Linked DNA regions of Sus scrofa: region 2 is linked to region 1. The links are chromatin contacts, called in public Hi-C maps. All regions are on one chromosome and are shown on one strand. Each heading gives the region's core, a stretch centred on a gene start, on an enhancer-like site or on the middle of the called end of the contact. The rest is flanking DNA. Distances are from core to core; before and after follow the strand shown. Region 1 overlaps LOC100153598 (store-operated calcium entry regulator STIMATE). Region 2 overlaps SFMBT1 (scm-like with four MBT domains protein 1).

The links. A called contact is a pair of places that touch in the nucleus more often than the background predicts.
Region 2: a contact with region 1 is called in a Hi-C map of skeletal muscle, with 8 times the contacts expected there. The contact joins two enhancer-like sites. A contact is called at or near these places in 1 of 47 Hi-C or Micro-C datasets (skeletal muscle) and 1 of 2 datasets of contacts at active chromatin or transcription factors (alveolar macrophages).

Annotation. Positions count from the first base shown.
Region 1 is chr13:34,959,395-34,963,386 of Sscrofa11.1, reverse strand. LOC100153598 (store-operated calcium entry regulator STIMATE) reads left to right here. Exons shown (of 10, transcript XM_021068951.1): 4 at 1,702-1,823. Among named protein-coding and RNA genes, the nearest start is that of ITIH4, 18 kb to the right of the region's middle. Within about 2 kb of position 2,711, at least 7 of the 83 cell types and tissues checked have an H3K27ac peak or open chromatin away from gene starts, as enhancers often do. A contact at or near this core is called in skeletal muscle, where this site is marked.
Region 2 is chr13:35,152,034-35,156,029 of Sscrofa11.1, reverse strand. The region is part of intron 1 of SFMBT1 (scm-like with four MBT domains protein 1); the gene reads left to right. Among named protein-coding and RNA genes, the nearest start is that of SFMBT1, 27 kb to the left of the region's middle. Within about 2 kb of position 2,284, at least 1 of the 83 cell types and tissues checked has an H3K27ac peak or open chromatin away from gene starts, as enhancers often do. A contact at or near this core is called in skeletal muscle, where this site is marked.

The DNA of each region.
Region 1 (3,992 bases), core at 1,462-3,961:
TCTTGGGAGTCTGCAGACCTGAGGGGAAGCCAGTCAGTTCAAGGAGAGGAGAAACTTGCAAAGGGATGTGGGAGTTGAGTTCTTTCCAATGGCTGCAGGAGGCCCCAGTGCTGGGGCTACTACTCTGGGTGGCTATTCAGCTTTTGTGGCATCTGGGCTGTGATTCTAACAGCACATTTGTGGAGTGCTTCCTCTATGGCAGGCATTGTTCACAGGTATTGACTTGTTTGATCGTCATGACAGCCCTGCAATATAGATACTTTAATTATCCTCATTTTATAGTTAGAGAACTGAGGCACAGAGAGATTATATAACTTAATCAGGTTCACACACCTAAAGAGTGACGGAGTTGAGATTTGAACCCAGCCAATCTGGCTCCAGGGCCCACAGGATACCTTGTTGTCTGCCAGTCTTGCCTGTGTTGAGTATAAAGTCTAGAGCTTTCTGTCTTTAATCCCAAGGCCAGGCATACAGTAGTAGGCTCAAATCAGTTTGGTGAGGGCATTGAATGAACTAATGCATATGTGTGTATCAGGAGCTCTTGATATTTTCAGGATGGGTCTCAGATACCAGAACCACTTGAAACCAGTGCAGTTTAAGCATCTGAGAGCAGCATTAGCCTAGAGCCAGAGCTCAGCTTGTGAACTTGCAGAAAGTGCCTGGGAACCAGTTGCTATGTTTTCTCTAGTATCTGGTCTAAGAGTGACCCCTTGTGCTTTTAAAGAGGAAGGGCACGCAGGAGGAAAATGCAACCCCTCCCTCTGGTTTTCTTGCCCCTCCAGGGCTGGCAGGACCACGAGTGTGCTCCCTCAGGTTTCAGAGTGCTATGCACGTCACTGGGGCCAGCCTTCGGGTGAGGGCTGTACGGCTGCATAAGATGTCTCAAGTCTCAGCAACTCAAAAGTGCCATGGCTGGTCTGTGGTATCTGATGCTTCTCTTGGGGTTGGGGGTGATGGTTTCCAAGCCATGTGGCCTCCCAGAGGGTTGGGAAGCTGGGGCCTTGGTTATTGCTGACCAGTGAGATCTGAGTACAGGGCCCTCAAGGGAGGACCAGTGGGCAAGGGGCTTTTCCTTGGTGAAGGAAGAAATGCGTGTCGGACAAATGGAAACAGACCCCACAAGACCAAGAGGTCAGGGTGGGCATGCTCTTCTGATCCTCCTCTCCTTCCTCCAGCACCTTGCCTTTTCCGAGTAGCACTTAAGCTCGCTCTTTGGAAATGCTTGCTCTTTCCTCCATAGCAGGCTCTGAAGCACAGGGATGAGCTCTGGTCTGGGAAACCCCAGGGGCCATTCCCCGGATGTTCTGGTGCTGCGCTGTCTTGGGGCCTTGGAAGGGCCAGACCATCTGGGAGGGAAGAGTTACTGAACAAATTTTTTTTTATTAATTCTGTTTTCCTGTCAGCCTCTTTGGCTGCTCCCAGGCACTCTGCTTTGTGTCAGTCTTTGTTTGGCAAGAACACTTGAGATCTTTCAAGTTTCTTGGTCCCTCGCAATGCTATGTCCTGGGGAGGGAGGCTTTCCTAGGCTCCTGGAAGTGAGCACTTCAGCTTCCTGCACTTGCACCCTTAAGGCTCCTGCCTCCCAGAACAGGGTGGCGCAAAGTGCTGGGTCCCCAGCCTTGACCTTGTCCCTGCAAGCACACAGAACCCAGTTCCCTAGATGGTGCTTCCTGACCATGCCACTGTGCCCTCTCCTCACAGGTACCTCATCAACTTCCTCCTGGACGCCACTGTGGGCATGTTGCTCATATACGTGGGTGTGCGTGCTGTTAGCGTCCTGGTGGAGTGGCAGCAGTGGGAGTCCCTACGTTTTGGCGAATATGGTAACGTACCATTGACACAGAATGGGGTGTGAAGGGTGCCCACCTCACTAGAGGCATGGGGGCGGCTCTCAGTTTGGAAGGTGTTTGGTAGGGAGCTACCTCTCTTTCCACTGCATGTCTGCTTGTCTTATCTCTGGGCCATTCCACTCCTGGAGTTCAAAGATCAGGACTGGAGGGCCCATCCCCCCACCCTGGGGCCCAAGTCATTTGCTGTCTCCAGACCGTGGGCTGGCTGCCCACCGAGCATCTGGCATGTATGGTCACCAGGGGCACCAGGTGCATCCTTACTCACTGAGACAAGGTTTAAAACAGGTGACCCCTGGATGCTGGCACAGCTTTGACCCACTTCATCTCGTCAGTCCCCATGGGATACAGTGTGTAGAAAGCTGCCTTCGTGCTGGCTCCAAGCACAAATGCAATGCCTTTTGCTTTGTACCCCTAGGCAAACAGCTAGATGTGGCCTCAGCAGGGCTGCTGGTGAGAGGAGCTTATTTGGGCCTTACTGCCCTCTGGGGATTTCCCCCTCTCGCACCTTCACAGCAGGCCCTGCTGTCTGGAGCCAGGGGCTCCTGTTCATGGGAACTTCATTGGTGGAGCCTTTGCCATGAAAAGAGCACATGAGACAAAAGGGAGGGAGTCTGGATCCCACTCTTATTTCTTGGTTATACCTCCCAAAGAGCTCACGGCTCTAGGCCCAATGGCTGAAGACTCGCAAGGGCCTGACATTTAAAAGGGGAGCTGGTTCATGGAATTGCCTGTGAGTACCTTAGTATTTCTAGAAATCTTAAGTAATCGTTTGTCTCCATTGATGGGAGATGACCTCAGGAGAGGGCTTTTCTTAGCCTTGTTACTTGATGCCTGATGAGTCACTGACTTAAGATAGTGTCCAGCACACAGTGTGTGCCCCTATGGCTCCAGGGAAGGCTATGGAGAAGTTCCAAGTCATTGACTGCTCAGCTTGGAGGATGGAAATGGACCTCAGCGCCCATGGACCAAAGCGTCATCATCTTCCTTTATAGGATAAGCACCCGAGGGGTGGAGTGATGCAGGAAGCTCACCCAAACAGCTTGGAGGGCCTCTGGCTGCTGCAGTGGGATACCCAAGCCTCCCACCATCTCCAGGAACAGTGCTCATAGCTTCCTCTTGGCTATTAAGATCCTTTCTGGAAGGCAGGGCTCTCGACTCAGCTATAGCTGAGCAGAACTACAGGAGAGCCACCCACAGCCAGTCACACTGCTCAGTGACCTGGGAGAGGAGATCACATCTGATCCTGATACAGTGGGCATTATGGTACCACCTATTCCCAGCATGTTTTTGTTTGCATCCCCAAGAGAGATCGAAAGGAAGAAGGTATCCTTGTTGTTTGAGCCTTTTGTTTCCGTGCCCACCTTTTCCAGATAAAGCTGCCCTCTATTGAGGACCCTTCTGAGTCCTTTTTCCCCAGGCTGAGGAAGGATAGGGGATGTCTTCAGTTAACTGGTTTGTATTTCTGTCAATTTCTGTTTTTTCTCTTGCTGCTGTAACAAATTGCCACAAAATTACTGGCTTAAAACAACACGAATTTGGAAGTTCCCATAGTGGCTCAGCGTGTTACAAACCCAACTAGTGTCCACAAGGATGTGGGTTCATTCCCTGGCCTTGTTCAGTGGATTAAGGATCCAGCATTGCCATGAGCTGTGGTGTAGGTTGCAGATGCAACTCAGATCCCACGTTGCTGTGGCTAGTGGCTGTAGCTCTGATTGGACCACAAGCCTAAAAACTTCCATGTGCCACAGGTGCGGCCCTAAACCCCCCCACCCCCAAATTTATTATCTTAGAGTCTGTAGTTTAGAAGTCTGACATGGGGCTCGTGGACTAAATCTTGGTGTCGGCAGGACTGGTTCGTTCTGGAGCCTAAGGGAAGAACCTGTTTCCTTGCTTTTTCCCGATGCTGGAGGCTGCCTACATTCCTTGGCTGGTGGCCCCTTCCTCCATTTTCAGAGCCAGCAGTAGCCTGTTGAGTTTCTGTCACATGTATCACTGACCTTCCCCACCTCCTTCCACTGTCCAGTGCCCTTGTGGTTACATCGGGCCCACCTGGGTAGGCCAGGATGCTCTCCCTTTCTTAGAGCCTTCTGATTAGCAACCTTGATCCACTTGCAGCCTTCACTCCCCTCTACCACTCTCCAT
Region 2 (3,996 bases), core at 1,035-3,534, 190 kb before region 1:
GATCAGACCTGCATCCTCATGGATACTAGTTGGGTTCTTAACCCTCTGAGCCACAATGGGAACTCCAAGGACCACCCCTTGACTTTTTAAGGATCAGGTAGGAGGTCAAGATATATTCAGAATTTGCTCAGCATCCTCACTGTTATTACTTTGGTCCTAGCTTTCGTCCAATCTCATTTGGTTTATTACAGTAGTCTCCTAAGCAATTCCTCTCCTTCTGCTCTTGTCCCCTCCGAGATTCTGTAACAGATAAGTCAGATGATGTCACTCCTGTGCTCAGAATTTCCAGCTATCACTCAAGTCTGTATTTATTGTATCCCACAAGGCTCCCATGCATGGCCTAGCCTTCCCACCTCTCAGACTTCCTCCTCCCTGTCTGCTCTCCAACAAGCCGGGGGCCTCCCTTCTGAGGGCCTTTGCATGTGTTGTACCCTCTGTCTAGAATGCCTTCCTGTATACATGTGTGACTAGCTCTCTCATTTCCATGGAATCTTTCCCCCAAATCACATCAGTGACCTGTATGTTTAAAATTTCAACCCTTCTGGAGTTCTCTTTGTGGCTCATCAGTTAATGAGCCCAACTAGGGTCCATAGGGATTCAGGTTCGGTCTCTGACCTCGCTCAGTGGGCTGGGGATCTCGCGTTGCCGTGAGCTTTTGTGGGGGTCGAGGATGAGGCTCAGATCCTGCATTGCTGTGGCTGTGGTGTGGGCCGACGGCTGTGCCTCTGATTCGACCCCTGGCCTGGGAGCTTCCATGTGCTGCGGGTGTGGCCCTGAAAAGAAAAAAAATTTTCAATCCTCCTGGAATTATGCTTAGTGAAATAAGCCAATCAAAAAAGACAAATACTGTATGATATAACTTATATATGGAATCTAAAAAAATAAAACAAAACTAGTTAATATAAGAAACAGACTTACAAATGTAGAGAACAAACTAGTGGTTACCAATGGGGAGAGGGAAGGAGGAGGGGCAAGATAGGAGGGATTAAAAGGCATCAGCCACTGTGTATAAATAAGTTACATGGAGTTCCTGTTGTGGCACAGTGGTTAACGAATCCAACTAGGAACCATAAGGTTGTGGGTTTGTTCCCTGGCCTCGCTCAGTGGGTTAAGGCTCTGGCATTGCCATAAGTTGTGGTGTAGGTCAAAGACGCGGCTCAGATCCTGTGTTGCTGTGGCTCTGGCGTAGGCCGGCGGCTACAGCTCCGATTCGACCCCTAGCCTGGGAACCTCCATATGCCGAGGGAAGTGGCCCTAGAAAAGGCAAGTAGACCAATAAATAAATAAATAAATAAATAGGTTACAAGGAGGAGTTCCCATTGTGGCGAAGTGGAAACAACTCTGACTAGGAACCATGAGGTTGCAGGTTTGATCCCTGGCCTCGCTCAGTGGGTTAAGGATCCAGTGTTGCCGTGAGCTGTGGTGTGGGTCGCAGACACGGCTCGGATCTGGCATTGCTGTGGCTGTGGCATAGGCCTGCAGCTGTAGCTCTGATTGGACCCCTGGTCTGGGACCTTTCATGTGCCATGGGTGCAGCCCTAAAAAAAAAAAAAAAAAAAAAAAAAAAAAAAAAAAAGACGAAAAAAGTTACAAGGATATATTGTATGACACAGGGAATATAGCCAATATTATAATAACTATAAATGAAGTAGAACCTTTAAAAACTGTGAATCACCATGTTGTACACCCGAAACTTACCTAATATTGTAAATCAACTATACCTCAATAAAAAAGAGTATTTCAACCCTCCTCCAACATTTCATGTCCTGCTCATTTTTTTTCTCCTTAGCATTTATTATCTAAAACTGTATTTTACTTCTCCAGCCTGTATATTATTTTTTCTCCACTTGATTGTTAGCTCTTTGGGGACAAAGAGATTGTTAGCACTTTGAGGGTTTTTGTCTGTTTTGTTTACTGCTGTATTTCCAGCACCTAGAACAGGGTCTGGCTTCTTAGTAGGTGTGCAGTAAAAACTTGTTGCCTGAATGGATGAATGAATGTTTTGTAGCATAGCTCCCCATCCTTGTTTGTGAATTATATAAATTCTGAATTTGGTAGGCTGTCAGTCAAGTGTCTAGTTAGGAAACCACTCACAGTTGCTTCAGTCCAAAAGGTGTTATAATTCTAGGAATTGGATACAAAAGGAAAGGCTGGAGGAGCAAAGGGAAAGGTGGTGTTAGCCAGAGCCCACAAACTACTGTTTTTCACCTAGACTGCTCGCGTTCACTACTGCCCAGTAGGAACGAGTACTTCTGCCAGGGTTGCTGCCAGAGTGGGGTGAGAACACAGCTGACAAGGGGGCTGGCAATGCACATTTTACGCCTAGTACTTCAGGGGGAGTCTGGTAAGGGTAAGCGTGGGGCTAAGTACCAAAATAAACCATCCAGCACAGGTGGGATTTATTTAATTCATATGTGGAGATAAACTTAGATGGAGGACAGACTAAATTAATAGCACATGGAAAGATCTGAAATCACGAGTAAAACATTAGAAAGCTAAGAATTAAATTCCAACATAGCCTAGTCGCATCCATGTGTTGAACCACAAAACTGAACTTAGCCTCTTGAAATGGAACACAACAGGAAACATATCTTCACTGTGGCTGTGATCTCTTAATGTGATTAAGTGTTCATTTCCATGAGTTCAGTAAATCTGTATTTAGGCCCAGTTGTGTCCCAGATTAGATCTCTGTCACCTGAAGGATCATACGGCCTCTCCTAATCTGATTATAGTCCTTATTCAGAGCCCTGCTGTCAGTTACAGGTCTAAGATGTCACTGGTTTGTATTTATGGTACCTCTGACTAAGTGCTTCTCCTTTTGCTACTCAGATCATCCCTAGCTCCCTGCTCCCCCAAGACACATTGCCAGCTCCTCTCCTCTATGAACAAGGACACCAAGGTCTAAATATACTTGATTGCAAGCTATATTCATGTTCACTGCTTGTCAGTATTTATGACATGAATCTATTACTGAAGAGCTTAATTTGATTAGGGATGGCAAGATTTTAATCTCTCAAGATGTGTAGGGGCATCATAGTGGAAATGGTAGGAATTAGTGGAATTTCTGTTTGCCTTGCCTTTTTCCCTGCTTCTCTAGTTCCCAAATAAAGTTGGCCCAGGGATTTAGGTTGAGTGTCTTGTTTCTTGGATATGAGGTCTGTCATTGATAGATCAAAAAATACTTTCTCCACTCAACCCCACAAAAAGAAAGACAAAGTCAAATCCTGTGCAATGATTACATTTGCAATTAGAATTCTGCTGTAATTTATTTTTTATGAAATTCATATCCTTGCTCTTTTCCTTAAAAACTGAAATTTTAAAGACTTTTAATGTTAAAAGTTATCTTCAATGAGTAATTTATCATTTTTTTATTGAATTAAATAATATTCTCTTCAGGTATCAGCTTACTTCATTCATCAGGTCATTTTGGATTTCTGTAATGCTAATTATTTTTCTTAAAGGATGATCCTGTGCTACTTGTAACAAATAAATGGATCTTTCATGTGCTGGTTTGGATCCATTTCATTATGGTCATGGATTCACTTCTAAGGATATAATCAGTCTCTTAAAATTGTACCTTGCTGCAGTCCCTTACTTTCCTAATAGGACTCTTTCTTTCTTTCTTTCTTTCTTTCTTTCTTTCTTTCTTTCTTTCTTTCTTTCTTTCTCTCTCTCTCTCTCTCTCTCTCTCCTTCCTTTCTTCCTTCCTTCCTTCCTTCCTTTTAATTTCTGTCTGTCTGTCTGTCTTTTTAGGGCTGCACCCACGGCATATGGACGTTCCCAGGCCAGGGGCCTACGCCAGAGCCACAGCAATGCCAGATCCGAGCCAAGTCTGCGACCTACACCACACCTCATGGCAACTCCAGATCCTCAACCCACTGACCAGGGGCAATGATTGAACCTGCAACCTCATGGTTCCTAGTCAGATTCCTTTCTGCTGCGCCATGACGGGAACTCCAGTAGGATTATTTCCTCTAGATAAACTGCAGATAAACT